Regions from separate parts of the Rattus norvegicus genome. Here region 1 is linked to region 2. A link is a contact called in public Hi-C data. All regions are on one chromosome and are shown on one strand. The core of a region is the stretch at or near the end of the contact, and the rest is flanking DNA. Distances in the headings are between cores, read along the strand shown. Region 1 overlaps LOC100909928 (a long non-coding RNA gene). Region 2 holds the start of Clec2g (C-type lectin domain family 2, member G).

Region 1 (5,552 bases), core at 175-2,674, 49 kb after region 2:
AAATTCCAGACATGCAATTGGGTTAAAACTTTGAATCTTTAAAAGGAGATTTTCTCAGGGTAACAACTCAGGGTAACTGTAGGTTACACCAGAGCCTGGGAAACTCATTCATTTCCATTTAAGGGTATGACATCCTTTAGAATATACACTTCTGGGACTGGAGAGATGGCTCAGCAGTTAAGAGCACTGACTGCTCTTCCAGAGGTCCTGAGTTCAATTCCCCACAACCACATGGTGGCTCACAACCATCTGTAATAGGATATGATGTCCTCTTCTGGTGTGTCTGAAGACAGCTACAGTGTACTCATATACATAAGATAAATAAATAAATCTTTAAAAAATTGTCTGTTGGCCCCATGATCTGAAGCTGCAGATAGAGAAACACATTAGAGTTCGGAGATAGAGTCTCTCCTCTTTGAACAGCCCTTGCCTGTATTTTTCTTTACTGTAACACGTCATTCCCCTTCTGTTTCAGATCAGTGCCAAGTCACAATAGCATTTCGAGGAGGGCTTAATGTATACATATACCCACAGCCAATTTCCTCTATTATCAACATCCCACATTAGCAGGATATGTCTATCTACTTAATGAATACGTAAAATGTCATTAGTAACCAAGTCTTTGTTCTAGTCAAGCCCCTTTCACTTCACCTACTCTCTCTTGAACTCCTGGATTCTGCGGCCTAAGGTACAAGAAGGTCTTTACTCATCTTTCTCCAGTAACTCGTGTTCTCTCTGATTTTTTTGCCTTTTATTTATTTTAAGCATTGAAATACTTCACAAAGAAACAGCTTTTGAGAGTTCTTTAGAATGAGTTGCTGACTTTTCAGTTAAAAGCAAAAAGAAATTTAACAAAACCTCTTAGCTGCACTCTCTCCAGGCCATTCTTACAGGAGGGAGTTGAAGATCTTATCGGTTCAAAATCGCCAGAAATGGAGAAGGGGCTCTTCTTGTTTATTAATCTACTAGCTGGGCTCTCTCATGGTGAATGAGAAGGACAAGGGTTGTCTATCTGATCTTTTCCTCTTTAGGGGTTGAACTAACTTTCAGTTGATGCTCAGCTGGAATCCTTGGAGGAAAAGCTACAATTATGTACAGTCTACATGTATAGAGTGGTCCTGGGTGTTCTGACGTTAGCTGGCTAGTAGGGCAGGCCTCAGTGAGGAAGCACTCAGTCATTCCACCGGAACTTGGCTGGACAGCTAGCTATTGTGTGACAAGGAAACTGTTAGGTATTGGTAAAACAGTATCAGAAAATCAACATAACCTTTGACTTCATGCCCCTTTCATGGTTTATTCATTTGAAAAATGATAAAAGAAGGAAATAACATAGAATTATGCTTTTACTTAGAGTCCTGAATTCTCCACCCTAATTTCCTGAGTGAGTTGAACAAAGAGTGCACACAGCATTCCATTTCTGTGAGCCTGGCAACTGCTCCAGGAGTTTCCCAGAAATGTTTATGAAACACAGTCAAGGCGATAAACAAGCCCAGGCCAGAGATCAGCAGCGTGGCTAAGAGCCATAACTAAACTGCCTGTAACCTCATGTGAACCTCAGGCCTTGCCTTGCTTTGCAGAATGCGCCTAAACAAAGATCAAGTTTCTCTTGCTTTAAAGCTCACAAAACTTATAGTCTTGTTTGTAGATCATCTTGGCCTTCAGGGATTTTACTTTTATATCAACCAACCTCATCTCAGGGTGCTTGAGAAATGACAAATGGAAAGTCCCTGGCTGTGGCTTTTGGCATGATACTGACCTTGACTTACACGGAAATAAAGAACCAAGTTTAAGATTGGTTTCTATTTCATTGATCCTGGTATAATACCCAGAGCTTTATGAGTGTCACATCATGACCAGAGACACATCATCCCAAAGTCAGCAGGAAGTAGCTAAAGATCATGATGACCCTATTCCTGCTCCACCATTGCCTCTTTCTAATTTTTCCTTTTTTAATTAAACCAAAACTGGGGAATGTTAGCATTTAGTCTAGGTTCTGCCCCACAGTTACCTGGCAATAGCCAGGTATGCCTGACTCACTATAAAAGGGGCTACTAGACCCCTTTTCAATCTCTTGCTCTTTTGCTCTTGTTTCTTACCCTCTTCCCCCTCTCTTCTCATTCCCCTCCCCTCTCTCTTCATGTGCTCATGTCTGGCCTGCGCTTGCTCTCTCTCTCTCTCTCTCTCTCTCTCTCTCTCTCTCTCTCTCTCTCTCCCTTTCTCTTAACTCCCCTCCCCATGCCCTGAATAAACTCTATTCTATACTATACCATCATCTGGCTGGTACTACGGAGGGGGAAGGGATGCCTGAGCATGGCCCCTCAGAGGCACCCCCTTCTCCCACACCTTACCACGCCTCCACTAAAAATATCCCTGCCTTTTCCAATCTTTTTATAAAACACAACAGGTGTCATACCCAGAGCATTGTGAGTGCTGGATCAGCACTCTATCTCAGAGTTGTATTTCTGACCCTCTTTACAGAATGCATTATGAGAAAGGTTCTCACAGAGTTGTTCACATAGACTTTGAACTCACTCTGTAGCTAAGGCAGGTCATATCTAAATGAGTTTCTTACAGTGTATTTGGAAACAAATCCATCTGTTAGCATTTTTTCTAAGCTCTGCCCCACAGTTACCTGGCAATGGCCAGGTATGCCTGAATCACTATAAAAGGGGCTAATTGCCCCCTCCTTTCCCTTTTGTTCTTGCCTTCTTGCTCTCCCTCTCGCCCCTCTGCCCGGTCTCTGGCTGGTACCTCAGGGGGAGGGGATGCCTCAGCATGGGCCTGTGGAGGCACCCCTTTCTCCCACACTTTACCACACATCCACCAAAACATAGTCCTTCTTGCTTTATCTTTTTATAAACACAACAATCTGAATTCCTGATAGTAGGCCTCTGTGACACAAGGGCATGGAAAGTTATTATTATTCTAGTTAATGGATCCATTGAATTAAAAGCCTGAGAAATTTTCTGGCACAAAGGAGGAGGTGGAGGAGGATGTGCAAGAGAGGTCAAGTCTACAAAAGGAACAATAAACAGATGAGGAAGAAATGCAGAGGATTCTGTTCCAGGGTAATATGGGCCAAAGTTACTTGGTAAAGGACATTGTGTCAACTTTCTGATGATATAACAAAGCACCTGAATTGGCCAACTTATGAGGAGAAGAGTTGCCTAAGTTTCAGACTATGGCTAGCTGGCTCAATAGCTTCTGGGTCCATGTTAAAGTTACACACAAGGATGGGGGCGGGGTTATAGGCCAGATCAGAACTGTCCACCACTGTCAGTGGGCATTCTTAAAGAGAAGCCATGTCTGCCAAGGTTGGCAGATAAGAGGTGGGAATGTTGCCTGTCTATAGGGTAATTTATCTCATCTCAGACTTCCTTTAGGTCTGAATTCCTAGACCATGTCTATGTTGAACTATCACATCCTGTGACTAATAGGCAAAAGACTTTTGGAATACATTAGCTTAGCAGACAACTAGCCGCCCTGAGCTAATAATGTCATCTAACAGTGTCTGAGGCCTCTAGGAGAGACTGATGTTCCCTACCTCTCTGATATTCCTACTAGTGTATTTTAAACTCACCTTGATTGGCGGCTTCCTTTGTTCTGTCAAAGCATAAAACTTTACAGAACTGTTTCCATGTTGGAACTTGGAATTTGGAGTAACTTAAATCTGTGTTCCTGGGCTGTGGTCACCCAAAACAGTTTCCCAATAATCTACCTCTTATTCCCTTTAGGGTGGGAACTGTGGTTTGCACAGTCACCAGTGACTTAACTTACTCCCAGCAAGCCTTAGATTTTTAAGTTTCTGCTATTTCCCAATCAACAATGTCACAAGCTGCCTAGCAAGGCACATAGGCCTCTGGGAGACATTTAATATTCAAACCTCAGCAGATGTTATTTGGAAATTATTTGATCCTCCCCCCAAAAAAAGAAGAAGACAAAAGCAACATTGAGACTAGTTTTCTCCAGAATTTATTATTCTAACAAAGTTACAGGTATTCAAGGCAACTTGTCAGTTTGGTGACTGACACTCATTCCTTTGACCCATTTAAAATTCTTCTCAGGTAAATGAGAAAAAGGAGAAGAAGAGAAGAATGAGAAGCACCCTCCAAACTTTGTGTGCAAAGAACTACTCATTTCATCTTCAGAAGTAGGAAGATTCAATCATGCAAGTTTTCCACAATATGGAGAAAGCCTGTTTCAGGAAACATGGAGTTCTGGTGAATAAGAAGCAGCTGCCACAGGAGGAAATATGTCTGATCACAGGGCTATGAGCCAGCAGCATGGTGTGCAAACAGGAAGGCTTCTCTGCTACGTGCTAGGCAAATATGAGTAAGGACGGGTTTAGGCGGTTTTTACTGGAAAGTACCCAACCCACTTCAGCAGAAATCAAGAACAAACAGCTCAATGGTTGGCAGCTGTATCAGGAACGTTAAGCCAGGGTGGTTTTATAACCACATTGGGTTGTCCTATAACCAAGGACAATTAAGATGGCGTTGGTTATGTCTAGTTGTATTCATATTTCTTTATAAGGTATTATTATTTACTACTTTTTGTTTTGTCATAGGAGATAACATAACTGCAAAATAAAATTGCCTTTTCAATGAAGTCAGAACCACGGGCCTCTTCAGGCCTGTATCAGTGTCATGAATTTGTACCACAGGTTGTTACAGCAGCAGCATAGTTTTCTAAAAATATACTTAAACTTATTCTTTGAAAATGTCATATATTAGATACAATGCATTTGGATCATAGTCTTCCCCTCCAACTCTCCTATTTCTGTCTCCTATGCCCTCCCAGTTCCCCATCTTCCTCAGAACTGCATCTCTGAAGAAAACTGACCCTCCTCCTCCTGGCACCACTGCCATTAGCTCTGCAGTGAGGGGTGGGAACTCATGAGTCCCTCTCCCATCCAATCCCCAGGTATTTCTTCAATTATGTTTGATTCCCCGTCCTCCAGACACCTTAGCAGGTTTCTCTACATTTTGATCAGGGATGGGCAAAGTTGATCTCCATCGCTCTCTGCAAACCACACGCAAGTGCTCTGAGCAGACTCTCAATGAGGTGCCCCTTAAACAAACCTGTGAAGAATGTCAAAAGTAATTCTACTTTCTTTCTCTGGCTTCATTCCCACCCTCAGTACTCCCGAGTTCCCACAATGAAATCCTGAGACTGCATTACTCCTACGGTCATCCTTTCCACAAAAATTGCACACATTGGAATTTCCCCATCTGTCCCTCCCCCAACCTTGGCCCACAACCTCTTACATAACAGACAGCATTTGAACAAATACCATCCCAATGGCAAAACATGTTTGATTTTTCTTGAGATTGATTCCTTTTGTCATAGCTTTCAATGTGAGTGTGTGTGTCTCTCTGTGTGTGTGTGTGTGTGTGTGTGTGTGTGTGCACGAGAGTGTATGTGTGTGTGTGTGTGGTATGTTGGTGTGTGTGTTGAGTAGCTTGATGGGTTTGACACAATTGTGGAAGTCGTTGTGTGGAGGTTGCACATGGTATACAGAGAGCGGTTTTGCTAAACCACCCAGAAAGTAA
Region 2 (5,240 bases), core at 365-2,864:
AGAACGATGGCTAAAACATCCAGTTGTTTACAGAGGCTTGCCCATAATGGGTTCCTAGAGGTTAAGAGGTCTAAAACCAGGCAATTTCATTAGTTCAAAAAGACCTGATCAAAGAACACCTTCAGGGTGGATGAAAAAGGTGGTGTCAGGTTGCTTCTGACTTACCTCTTGTGCTAGAAGACCTGACAAGATAAATTTCTCAGATCCTTACCTCAAACTTGTTGATCTCTGAGAAAATCACCACTTGGACATCAGAAACTCTGTGTGACATATCTCCAATTACATTGATAGTTGAGTACCCCAAGTAACTGAATTCAAAACCCCTCTGACTACGTTTCTACTAACTCACATTTTAATAATATACATATTATATCTAATATTACTATGTTAATTAGATATTATTTTATGTAATTAATATATTAAATATTTTATTTTTTAAACTTAGCCTTGGTGGGCTTGGAGCTCCCTATGTAGACCAGGCTAGATTCCAACTCACAGAGCTCTCCCTAGTGCTGGGATCAGAGCCATGTGCTATTATACCATCACCTAAATATTTTATCGTAAATATTTTTAAATTATCTGAGATATTTACAAATTTCCTCGACATGTGTTCCTAAATGGTAAAAATAATGCTAAACTTATTTTGCATCAGGATGATGATGTTCTGTTGCTACATTTTTGGGATACCTACATTCTAAATACAAATTCTTCTAGCCTGTGAATTCAGCTCTTAGCAATCTGACACCCTCTTCTGGCCTCTTCAGGCACCTGCATGGTTCCACAGACTGTCACACCCACGTACATAGATAGTCAAAATCTAGAGCACTGTTTCTATACCTGTGAGTTGCAACCCCTTTGGGAGTGCGGTCAAATGACCCTATCACAGGGGTCTCAAATGAGATATCCTGCATATCAAATATTTACATTATGATTCATAGTAGTACCAGAATTACAGTTATGAAGTTACAAAATAATTTTATAGCTGAGAGTCACCACAACATGCATAACTGTATTAAAATGTTACAGCATTAGCAAGGTTGAGAAATACTGGTCTAGAGCCATTCCTTGTGCTGATAAAGGTGGCAGTGAGCATTATCTTTCTGTCTCCACACCACTAGCAAATTTTTTTCTCTATATATAAACATGTAATATGAGACAGTCTGAATCCACTGAGGCACGGTCTGACTCCAGAACAAAGGATCGTATTCCCTGAAAAGCAAAACGTGTGTTTGGCACTGACTGTGTGCCCCAGGTTTCTCTTTTCTGACTCCTAGAGGTTCTGTATCTGGGCTTCTTGAAGCACAGACTCCTCTAACCTTACCCTGGGTGTCTCAGTAAGTAATGCCCTCAAAACTCAGAGCTGTTACAACATGGGGCTCACCTACCCAGAAAATCAGTCTGATGTGTGGTATTTGGGGCAGGAAAGGGTTGGTAATATTTTCTTTTTGTGGTCGTCTTTCGTTTTCAAGGAGATTTTCTGAAAGACAGTAAAACTGGACTTGCTCTAAGGCTTCTGCCTTTACTGTTAGTTTCATTTCACTTTGAACCAATCTCTGTGAGCTCCTCCCATCTTGTTAAACACTGTTAAGTACTACTGGCACTTCCCACATTTGCCTCTCAGCTTTCCAGTTTCAACCCTCCTGTAGCAGAACCCAGCTTCTCAGCTCTGAGATGAGTGCCAAAAAGGCTTCCCAACCTATGCTCAATACCACAGGCAGCCTGCAGGAGGGAGAAATGGGTATGTATTTAACAGCATTTGAACCAAACTATAAGAGCAGAGAGGAGCTTTACCAGGGACAGGAAGGCAAAAGAGCTGAATCTTAAACAAAAGAATAAGAACAGGATGTCATCTGTGAGCCTGTCACAGTGGGTTTGCAGAGCAGGAGAACACAGACAGGATTAGCTATAAAGTTGTTACATTAGTTATTCTATTGGAGCATACAATACTTAAATAGTTCTAGGGCAAGAGAAATGAACAGAAATGACCTTATAAGAGCCAGAGCTGTAGCCACAGCTTTCTTTGTGCTTAGTTTGCTAGTTCACTCTTTCCAGGGCAGTCTGGTGGATTACACCAAATTGCTTTAGAAAATGCTAGCTCTACTGTCCCTGTCTATTGTCAGCTTTGCAATGTGCATAGTGACAGGAGTTGCCTGGGAAGCTTGGGGCTTATGTTTTGCAGATCCATTGTAATTAAAAAAGAATTGTAAGGAGATGGAGGCACGGGGTGAGGGTGAGGGTGAGTGTGGGGGGCTGAACCCACCACCAGGACTAAATTCTTTCCATTTTGAACTCTTGGTAAGCTACAGAAAAGGAATGTAATGAGGTTTTCTACTTCAGTCCTCAGAAAGGAATCAAAATTGTGTTTCTTGTGTTTCAAACTGTCTATGCTTCAATGTATGCATTTCTTTCTCCTGCTTTTCCCCTCACTCTTGTTACTTTACTTCACCTTAGGTTCTTTTTCATTTTGGGAAGAGTACTGGATTTTGAGAAAACAAGATTGATATTTATCAAAATACAAAATTCACAACAAATGTTAATGCTTATCACTTAAACCAAGAAGTCTAACTGAAATTATTATTATTATTATTATTATTATTATTATTACTACTACGACTACTACTACTGATGATAATGATGATGATGATGATGATGATGATGATTCTTTGGCAAAGTCTCATACTTTACCCCAAGCTGGCCTGAAACTCCTGTTCCCTCTGCCTCTACAGGGTTAACTTATTGAAATGAAGTACTCAAATATTTAGCCAACAGAAACATTCCATGTTGGAACTGGAGCCCTAGTCCAAAGTGCAGCTGTTGCGTAACTAGCTTCAGGCATTTTGCCACTTCACTCCTTTGAAACCATAACTTGTTTGGTATTGAGCCAGTTTTTTTTTTTTTTAATTAAGCTAAAATGTTTAATTAAACCAGCTGTGTTTCATTTCTTTGGTTATCTTGAGACATCATTTCCAATGTTGCTTTTAAATACAGGTACAAAAGTTATGTTCAAACTGTGCTGTATGAGGCATTTGAATTTCGAAGGAGATCCTTGTGTATACAGCATGAGAAGATGGATGGCAAAGTTCCCGTTTATGTATCAGAATGAAAAAGAGTATCAGAATTATACTGGTGTAAACACAGAGACTAATCCATAAATTTTACTCCTCATATCGTATAAGAAATGTCTGGTGTGGAGTACTGTTGGAACCTGGATGATTAAGTGCTTAGAGTCTCTTCTAGAAGACATCCAGGTTCTGCTCTGTAGCACATTCCTAACCTCTCTGTATTTGTGTGGAAAAAGTACAAGCATTTACCAAGAGAAAAGCAGGTGATGGGTCATAAGAATGATAATACAAAAATCCTGTGAGTACTTAACACTCTGCTGGTACAGAACTAACAATTGAAACTACAGAGACACACTTTAATACAATGTGAAGAAAAGTCACAGCAACAAACAACTCAAAATATAAAAGTTGAGAATTCTATATGGAAAATCTACAGGGCATTATATAATACTTACAATTACTTTGTCTTAGTGATATGTGAAAATGAACACATCTAGTGGTTAAAGTCAGTGGGACCTTTTTCAAAAGTATAGTTCATATTGTTTGTATGAGTTTTGAAGACTTAATGATGCCCCCATCACAATGGAATGTAGACCTATAATTTCCCTGAGGATCATTGCAGATTTTCCCCAGGCATTTCCTTCCTCTGTTCCCAAGCCATGGCCACCTCTGACCTGATGTTTGTTTTTCCAGAAGCTGTTCACATGGATCCCTGCAGTCTGATAGTCCTTCACATGCTTCAGTGGTGTGTCAAATACAAACAGTTGTCCTTTGTTTAAAAGAGATCATGTTCCAAGCACGGTTGATCTAAGACTTGTTATGGAGTCAGAAACTTGAAAGCAACTCAAAATACAACATCTGCTTTTACTTTGCAGAAGGTTTTAAAACAGCCAACGGAAACTTGTGGGTTAGATTAGCTCAAGCAGAAATAAGTTGGTGACAGTTGGAGCTATCAGATAAAAACAAAACAAAAAAAAAATTACGACTATGTGAACAGACTCTTAAGCTCTTAAAGTAAGCTGGAGGAAAGCTGGTTTTAGGGCTCACTCTAGAGCTTGCTGATAGCCCAAGACTGAGGAACATTTGGACAGAGGGAGAGATGATCAGGGGCAAGTATGTGATCCAATTTTTCCTTCTTAATGCCCCTGCCTCAGTGCTCAGTCATGGTGGTCAACGTTGTCAACATTGACAAATGTTTGGGTTGTAGTAAGATGTAAATAAAAAAAAACATTTTTAATTAAAGAAATTATTATTCTTCCTTAATCTTTTTCTTTTCTTTTATAGTCCTGTAGTCATCCCCATTCTTGTCTGCCCTCTGGCTGTTTCTCATCCCATTCCTCCACATCCCCCTGTGCCCCCAACCCATCTTCAAGAGAGTGTCCCCACCCCTCTACTCCCACCCCACCAAACCTCCCACCCCCTGGGGTCTCAAGTCTCTGGAGGGTTAGGTGCATCTCCTCTCACTGAAGCCAGACCAAGCAGTCTTCTGCTGTATATGTGTCAGGGGCCTCATATCAGCTAGTATATGCTTCCTGGTTGGTGGCTCAGTGTCTGAGAGATTTTGGGGTACAAATTACGTGAAACTGCTGGTCTTCCTATGGGGTTACCATCTTCCTCAGCTTCTTCCAGCCCCTAATTCAACCACAGGGGTCAACAACTTCTGTCCATTGCTTGGGTGTAAATATCTGCATCTTTCAGTTGCTTGTTTGGCCTTTCAGAGGGCTAGGCTCCTGTCTGTAAGCACACCATAGCATTTGTAATAGTGTGGGGCTTTGTAGCTTCCCCTGGAGCTGGATCCCAATTTGGGCCAGTCACTGGACCTCCTTTCTCTTGCTCTCTTCTACATTTTTGTCCCTGCAGTTCTCCTAGGCAGGAATAACTCTGGGTCAGAGTTTTTGACTGTGGGATGGCAACCCCATCCCTCCTCTCAATGTCCTGTCTTTCTACTGAAGGTGGAGTCTACAAGTTCACTTCCCCACTGTAGGGCATTACATCAAAGGTCCTTCCCTTTGAGTCCTGAGCATCTCTCACCTTCCAGGTCTCTGGTACATTCTTGAAGCCCCACCCCCCCACCCCACCCCACCTCCTGAGGCTGTCTGTTTCCATTCTTTCTACTGGCCCTCAGGGCTTCACTCTTGTTTCCACCACAATAGCTGATCTTGTTCCCCTCTTCCCTTC

Evidence for each region. Hi-C and Micro-C count contacts between places; a contact is called where the count stands out from the background.
Region 1: a Hi-C map of liver shows a contact between it and region 2, with 7 times the contacts expected there. The contact joins the enhancer-like site here to the promoter of Clec2g in region 2. A contact is called at or near these places in 10 of 12 Hi-C or Micro-C datasets (the A7r5 cell line, the Rat2 cell line, Schwann cells and 5 more).

The regions. Positions count from the first base shown.
Region 1 is chr4:164,351,942-164,357,493 of GRCr8, forward strand. LOC100909928 (a long non-coding RNA gene) reads right to left here. Exons shown (of 2, transcript XR_353567.4): 2 at 3,957-5,552. Among named protein-coding and RNA genes, the nearest start is that of Clec2g, 51 kb to the left of the region's middle. Within about 2 kb of position 1,425, at least 54 of the 93 cell types and tissues checked have an H3K27ac peak or open chromatin away from gene starts, as enhancers often do. A contact at or near this core is called in the A7r5 cell line, Schwann cells, hepatocytes and 2 more, where this site is marked.
Region 2 is chr4:164,302,279-164,307,518 of GRCr8, forward strand. It overlaps Clec2g (C-type lectin domain family 2, member G), which reads left to right and starts at 1,615. Exons shown (of 5, transcript NM_001048075.2): 1 at 1,615-1,738. The coding sequence starts at 1,672.